Regions from separate parts of the Gossypium hirsutum genome. Here region 1 is linked to region 2. Evidence: chromatin contacts called from public Hi-C data. All regions are on one chromosome and are shown on one strand. Each heading gives the region's core, a stretch centred on a gene start, on an enhancer-like site or on the middle of the called end of the contact. The rest is flanking DNA. Distances are from core to core; before and after follow the strand shown. Region 1 holds the start of LOC107935803 (probable gamma-secretase subunit PEN-2). Region 2 holds the start of LOC107959478.

Region 1 (3,150 bases), core at 623-3,122, 270 kb after region 2:
TCAGACCATGCTTCACAAAGTTGAACCCAGTACTCCAAAATCTAAAGCTTCATAGGCTTGTTCATTAGTCAAATGTAATTTATTATTGCAATGGATGGAACTTAGAGATGAATCAAAAGTCATTGCAAACATAAAACCCCCAAAAGATAACTCTTTGAACTTCACTGTTCATGCCAAGAATCCAGAAAACCCACAAGGGATACATGATTTACATGAACATACAAACACATAATTTCTAACTCTGAAAACATCACAATACAAATATAACCATAATGATTCACAAACAAGCAAGGAGCCATATATATCCACTCACAAAAATAAAAAATCGGCTGTTTCGAGTTGGGATTTTGAAAACAAAGAAGGTTTTGATCTTTTAAAATATCATTTTGGTTTTTATTTTGGACTTGAGGAATACATGAGTTCTAAATTTGCTTTCTGCAGTTGAGGGAGAAATGGGTTTACTTTCTTTGGCTGAGGAAGAAACGAAGACGAGATGAGAGAAAAAACATTCAAAGGAATTAAAATTAAAAATACATAAAATTCCATGTATATTTTTTAATTTGCAGATAAATTTTTTAATAATTAGAATCAAATTGACAAATGTATGAATATTAAGAGTTAAATTTTTTAAATTTTTTAAAATTAAGACTAAATTTACCAAATAAATAAATATTGAATGTTAAATTGATTATTATACCAATTAAAGTTATGTAAAATTGAAACATTCACACCGTAATTAATTTTGTTTAATTGCTTAATATCGAAATTAATAAGAATTAAATTTCTTCAATTTTTCAAAAAATTAATTTATTTAATATCGAAATTTAACAAAAATATAAAAGCTTAAAATCTATTTTAAACATATAGTGATATTTATATTTCGATATTTATTAGTAGTAGGATGGGCCTTAATATAATAATAGAAAAATTTTAACAATATTAATAATTAAATTTGTAATATTTATATTTTTAAATTTAATATTTATTAATAAGTTTGGTTAGGTAGATTTTGTTTTGGGTAAACTATATTAATAGTCATCGAAATATTAGTGTTTTTTTATCACCTGATTATGAAAAGTTATAAGATGGTTATTCAATTATAGTAAATTTTTTTTGATCACCCAACAATGAAAAATTACAAATGGTAACCCAACTATTTAATATTGTATTTTCTGGTCACCAGACAACTTTTAAAATTGGCATAATAGCAATATTAACTCTCAACATTTATAATTATGTCAATTTAATCTTGATTTTAAAAAAGGTAACACTCAACATTCACATATTGTGTAATTTGATAATTTTCTTTTTTGCAATTTTACTTTTCTTTGTGACATTGAAGGTTAATTTCAAAAGAACGAGAAAAGATGAATTTTGAATTATTATTTTAGATTTTTGAGTGTTAATCAAATTTAGTTTATAGATTTATTTTTAGGGGTTTTAAGTGAAAGGATCACAAAGAAAAGAAAAATTGCAAAAAAATCCAATTACACAAATTTTGAATGTTGAAGGTTAGAATAATTTTATTTTTGGGATTTTAAGTGAAAAGATCACAAAGAAAAGAAGAATTGCAAAAAAGATTAAATTACACAAATTTTGAATGTTGAAGGTTAGATTTTTATAATAAAAAATATAATATATAAATATTGAGGGTTAAAATTACTATTATGATAATTTTAAAAGCTGTCAACGTTTGCAATTTGGTGATAAAAAAGAAAAATTGAATGATTGGATGACCATTTAATAAATTTTCACAGTTAAATGACCAAAAAAAATACTAATAGATGGATGATTATTTTATAATTTTCCATAATTAGAGGGATCAGAAAAGAAATTTACTAATAATTAAGTCACTTAATTAAACGGAAGGGTCTTCTCCCAAGAGCAAAGCACAAGGTTTCAGCTCCAACGACATCGTTTCGGAGCAGTAGATCCGAAATGGAAGCCTCACAGTCGCAGGCATCAGCGAACGCAGCCCTGAACCCTCACCCTAACCCTAACAGCAATTACACAAACAATAGCAATTCTATACTGTCATCGACGCCGGTGTGGCCCACAATCGACGGTCCGTTGGGCCTGTCGGAGGAAGAATCGTTAGCCTACGCTCGGAGGTTCTACAAGTTCGGCTACGCGCTTCTGCCTTTTCTTTGGGCCATCAATTGCTTCTACTTCTGGCCTGTTCTCCGTCACTCTCGCTCCTTCCCTCGCCTTCGCCCCTGTAATTTCACTTTCTTCTCACATTATTTAATATTTCCTTTATTTGTTTATTTAATCGAGAATTTTTCGATTTCTTTTCCAAATTCTTGTTGCTGCTTTGATGTTTTTGTCTTTAGCGAATTGATTAAGAATTTCAATTTAAGTTGCTATGTAGTAGATCAATCTATGGAAATCATAGGATTTATTGGCTGTTGTTGCCTTTTACCTTCTTTTTTTTTTTTTTAGCTTTTGACTTGAGAATTCATATGGATGAAAAAAATTGTAAGGTATACTTAAAATTTTAAATAATTAAAATTGAAAATTTAGTATTTTTGAATAACTAAAGTACGTGGTTTTACTTGTCTATTGAACAATTATATGATTGAATGTAAGTTATATTTAGTTATTTGCTGATCACAAGTTAAATACATTATTATTATTAAGTAAAATTTGAGCAATCAACATGCAAACGCTAGAAGTATTGCAATGAATATTTAGACTAATAAGACTTTAGTCTATTTATTTAAAGTTCACAGTTTGGTTAGTGAAAGGCAAAAAAAGAAGTTATAATTGTCTAAGACAAACTCTTTGGACTTGAATTTGATCCGTTGATATTGTAATAATCATTTGCATTTAATCTAAGTTGGTTTGGCCTACATAATTTCAAGTTAGTAGCTATTGGCTCTTTATAGAATCTATTTGGAACCAAGTAAATAGGAGCTTGTACATTGTTTCATTGGAACCCAATAGCCTTATTTGAAGTCCAACATTACAGCCTGGAATGTTGCCCAGAATTTGGTTTACCAATTAAAATGATTAATAGGCAAGGTTAAAAGCCATTCCATTTAACTTATTCTGCTCCATATTGACATTACTGAGATGGAAAGGTAAATTGTTTAGTGTTTCCTGACAACTGATTTCTCTATCCTTTCTCTTGGCTTATATGCTGTGGAG
Region 2 (3,342 bases), core at 332-2,831:
TTAGTCCCTCTACTACAAGTTAACGTTTTAGATCAATTCTTGTACGTTAAAAAATTCTTTAAATTAATTAGGACGTTGTTGCAAATTTTCCGTTAAGTCGATGATGTATACAACCAAATGGTGACAAATCAAATTTTTATTAAAATGGACTGCTAATATGAATTTTTTATGATTTTATATGCCACGTCAATAAATATGGATATTTTTTTATAATCCCTTTAATTATATTAGAAATTTTAATAATTTTATATTTTTAATTAATTTTTGTTATTCTCGATTTCTTTATACTTTTGAAATTTTAATGATATTTTTGTTATTTTTTAAAAAATATTACTTTTTAAAATTTTGAAAATAATTATAAATTTATTATTTTTTTAATTTTAAATTATTTGAAGACATAACATATAATACAGAATATTTTTATAAAAAATGTCATGTCAACTATCTATTTAATAAAAAATTGATACATTGCCATTTAACAGTACATGTCAACTATATATTATTGTATTTTTAGAATTTTTTTATAAACAACTTATATTCTTTAACGATTATTTTAACTCTAATTAATTAAATTAATTTGAGATAAATAATAAATAAAAGAGTTAATTCTTATAAAACACTCGAATGAAGAAGTTAAATCAAAAAAAAAATATCTTTATTTGTCTCATTGGCATTATAAAAAGATGTCACTTCTAAGCCATTCGACAACTTCAGATGTTTTCTGAAGGAAAGATTTTGCAGACTCTAAATCCTCTAAAAAGTCTAAAAAGTTCTTGAAGAAATCAAAGAACTCGAAGAAAATTTGATGAACGCCATAGTAGTTTTGAACACAAGCTCTCCCCAATCCGATCTGGTTGCACCAACAAAAAGGAGGCAAAACTTGTTTTAATGATAAAGTCTTGACGATCCTTTAAGCAGACTCAACTATCCAAGATCAAGTTTCAACGACCATTGAAACGAACATTAGTGATTCAAGATCAAGTCTCAACGCAATTTGAATCCAATCAAATCAAATTCTTGAACAAACATCTCGCCAAACTCAACTTCAAGATCAAGTCTCGATGACCCTTGAACCAAACCACATCTTTTTAAAATCAAGTCTGTATGATTGTTGGATCACAGCCAAATAAGAGAGAAGAATCAAATGAATTTTCATTGTAATTAAGAAATATCCAATTATTGTAACTTCTTTCAAAGTTATCAATAATTTTGATATACTTTATTTCGATTTCGAGAGCTTAATTATGATTCTAGACGTGATTAGTATGATAATTATGAGTTTTGAACTTTAGATTAATGTCCATAAATTAGATTACATCAAATCAAGGCTCGATTTTTTTAAAAATAAAAATCAATAACAGGCTCAAACTTGTTCCACCAAAAATAATAAAAATATATTATTTTATATTAATATTTTATATTTTAATAATTAAATTTAAATAAAAATATTTTTAAAAAGATATACTTTAAATTTGGGCCAGGCCAGCCCGAGATAAGCAGAACCCATTGACAGGTCTGTTGACCTGTAAGAGAGAGTCGGTTTTAAGTAAGTATAAAAAAAGACAGATGCAGCTGGTCACTACTCTTCTTCGATTCTCAAATTCCAGTTTCCCACTCAATTCCGTAATAAAATACTTCATTTTCCCCCCTTTTTTCTTCCTTCCTGTGGAAGCTTTGAGGGAAGAAAATCCCTCAAATTCACGTGAACTTCTCAGCCAAAATCAAATAATCATCAAGCAGAGATGCCAATCGAAATGCCCAAAGGGCTGCCTTTCTCAGTGGACACGTTCAGTCCATCTTCGAAGAGAAAAAGGCACCATTTCTTGACCCATGCTCATAAAGATCATACTTCTGGCATTTCCTCTCACTTTTCTTATCCAATTTATTCAACTCATCTCACCAAATCCCTTGTTCTCCTACACTATCCTCAGGTTTTGCCTTTTTCTTTATCATGGTTTTAGAATTTGTAATAATTTTTTTTCTGTTATCTGATTGTTTTCTTTTTTTTTTTCGTGGTTTGGCAGCTTGATGATTCTTTGTTCGTGGGAATTGAAGTAGGGGAATCCATTGTTATCAACGACCCGGATGAGGAATTTCAGGTTACAGCTTTTGATTCTAATCATTGTCCTGGTAATTTATTCATTTGATTGATTTCTTGGTCTATTTTGTCGTTTTTTTTATTGATTTATTATTTGGGAATTGTTTGTTGATTACTTCTCAGCATTGGGTTGTTTGAAATTTGAATGTTGTGATATGGCTTTAAGTTGAGAATTTTCTTTTATAGAGTTCATTTATGTTAACAGTTATACGATTTTGTCCTTGCTTATGCAAACAAAGTACTGAAGGACTCTGTCTGATTGTTATTTATTTATCTTAATTTTCAAAAGCAGCAAGGCAACTAGTGTGTTTGGATGCTAGAGTGAATTCTATAGTTTTGAGTATTAAAATTTTAATCGTCTTGACATTTATTTGAAAAAAAAAAAAGAAACGATGTTGCAATCAGTTTTATCTTGGGGCCATTTTCCTTTTAAATCAATTATCCTGTTGCTTTTGTCTTATAACAAATTATTTTGCAAGTTAAAAGCTAATAACAAAAGGCAAGTAACAAAAATAATAATAAAAGGGAATTTGTAATGGTTTGCATCCTAAATTAATGTATGCTTTTGAAGAGGATCTTGTTGTTTGCATTAATTCCGTTATTGTTCCCATGTAGTACTGATCTGGATAATATCTAGAGATCACTACTTGTTATGATGTACTCTAGTTGGTCTTTTGTGATAAAGAGTTTTGGATTTCTAGTATAGCAGACAATTCTCCTTGAATTAGAAGAAGAATCTCTTCACCATTTACTGATAAATTTTTATATAAGAATGGATTCTAGCATCTGAGCTTCTGACTTGATAGATTTTATGTTACCTGGACTCATGGGTGAGTGTTCGATGCTGATATATGTTCAACATAGGTATTCTTAGTTTTTTATAAGTTTTTGCATATATTTAGAGGATTGTACCTATAACGATTTCCAAATTATGTGTCAGACATAGGTACTTGAGGGAAAGTGGAGAGTCAGGTAACATAGTTGAAAACATGACACTTGCTTTGGTTGTCTTTGACTTTTAGAATTTTACTTTCGTAGATGATGCTTTCTGCTTTTATGAAGAAGTGTGTGGTGTGGGGATGGTTTGGTAATTTTCTCTATATGCATAACCTATTGTGGTTTGAGAAAAATTTGTATTGACATATAGTATGAATTTCAGGAGCAGTTATGTTCTTGTTTGAAGGCAGTTTTGGTAACATCTTGCATACCGGGGACTGTAGACTCACGCCAGAGTGCCTCCAAAA

Evidence for each region. Hi-C and Micro-C count contacts between places; a contact is called where the count stands out from the background.
Region 1: a contact with region 2 is called in a Hi-C map of leaf, with 2.2 times the contacts expected there. The contact joins the promoter of LOC107935803 here to the promoter of LOC107959478 in region 2. A contact is called at or near these places in 5 of 34 Hi-C or Micro-C datasets (hypocotyl and leaf).

What each region holds. Positions count from the first base shown.
Region 1 is chrD04:5,122,055-5,125,204 of Gossypium_hirsutum_v2.1, forward strand. It overlaps LOC107935803 (probable gamma-secretase subunit PEN-2), which reads left to right and starts at 1,873. Exons shown (of 2, transcript XM_016868422.2): 1 at 1,873-2,218. The coding sequence starts at 1,939.
Region 2 is chrD04:4,856,286-4,859,627 of Gossypium_hirsutum_v2.1, forward strand. It overlaps LOC107959478, which reads left to right and starts at 1,582. Exons shown (of 4, transcript XM_041091747.1): 1 at 1,582-1,931; 2 at 2,025-2,130; 3 at 3,258-3,342. The coding sequence starts at 1,743.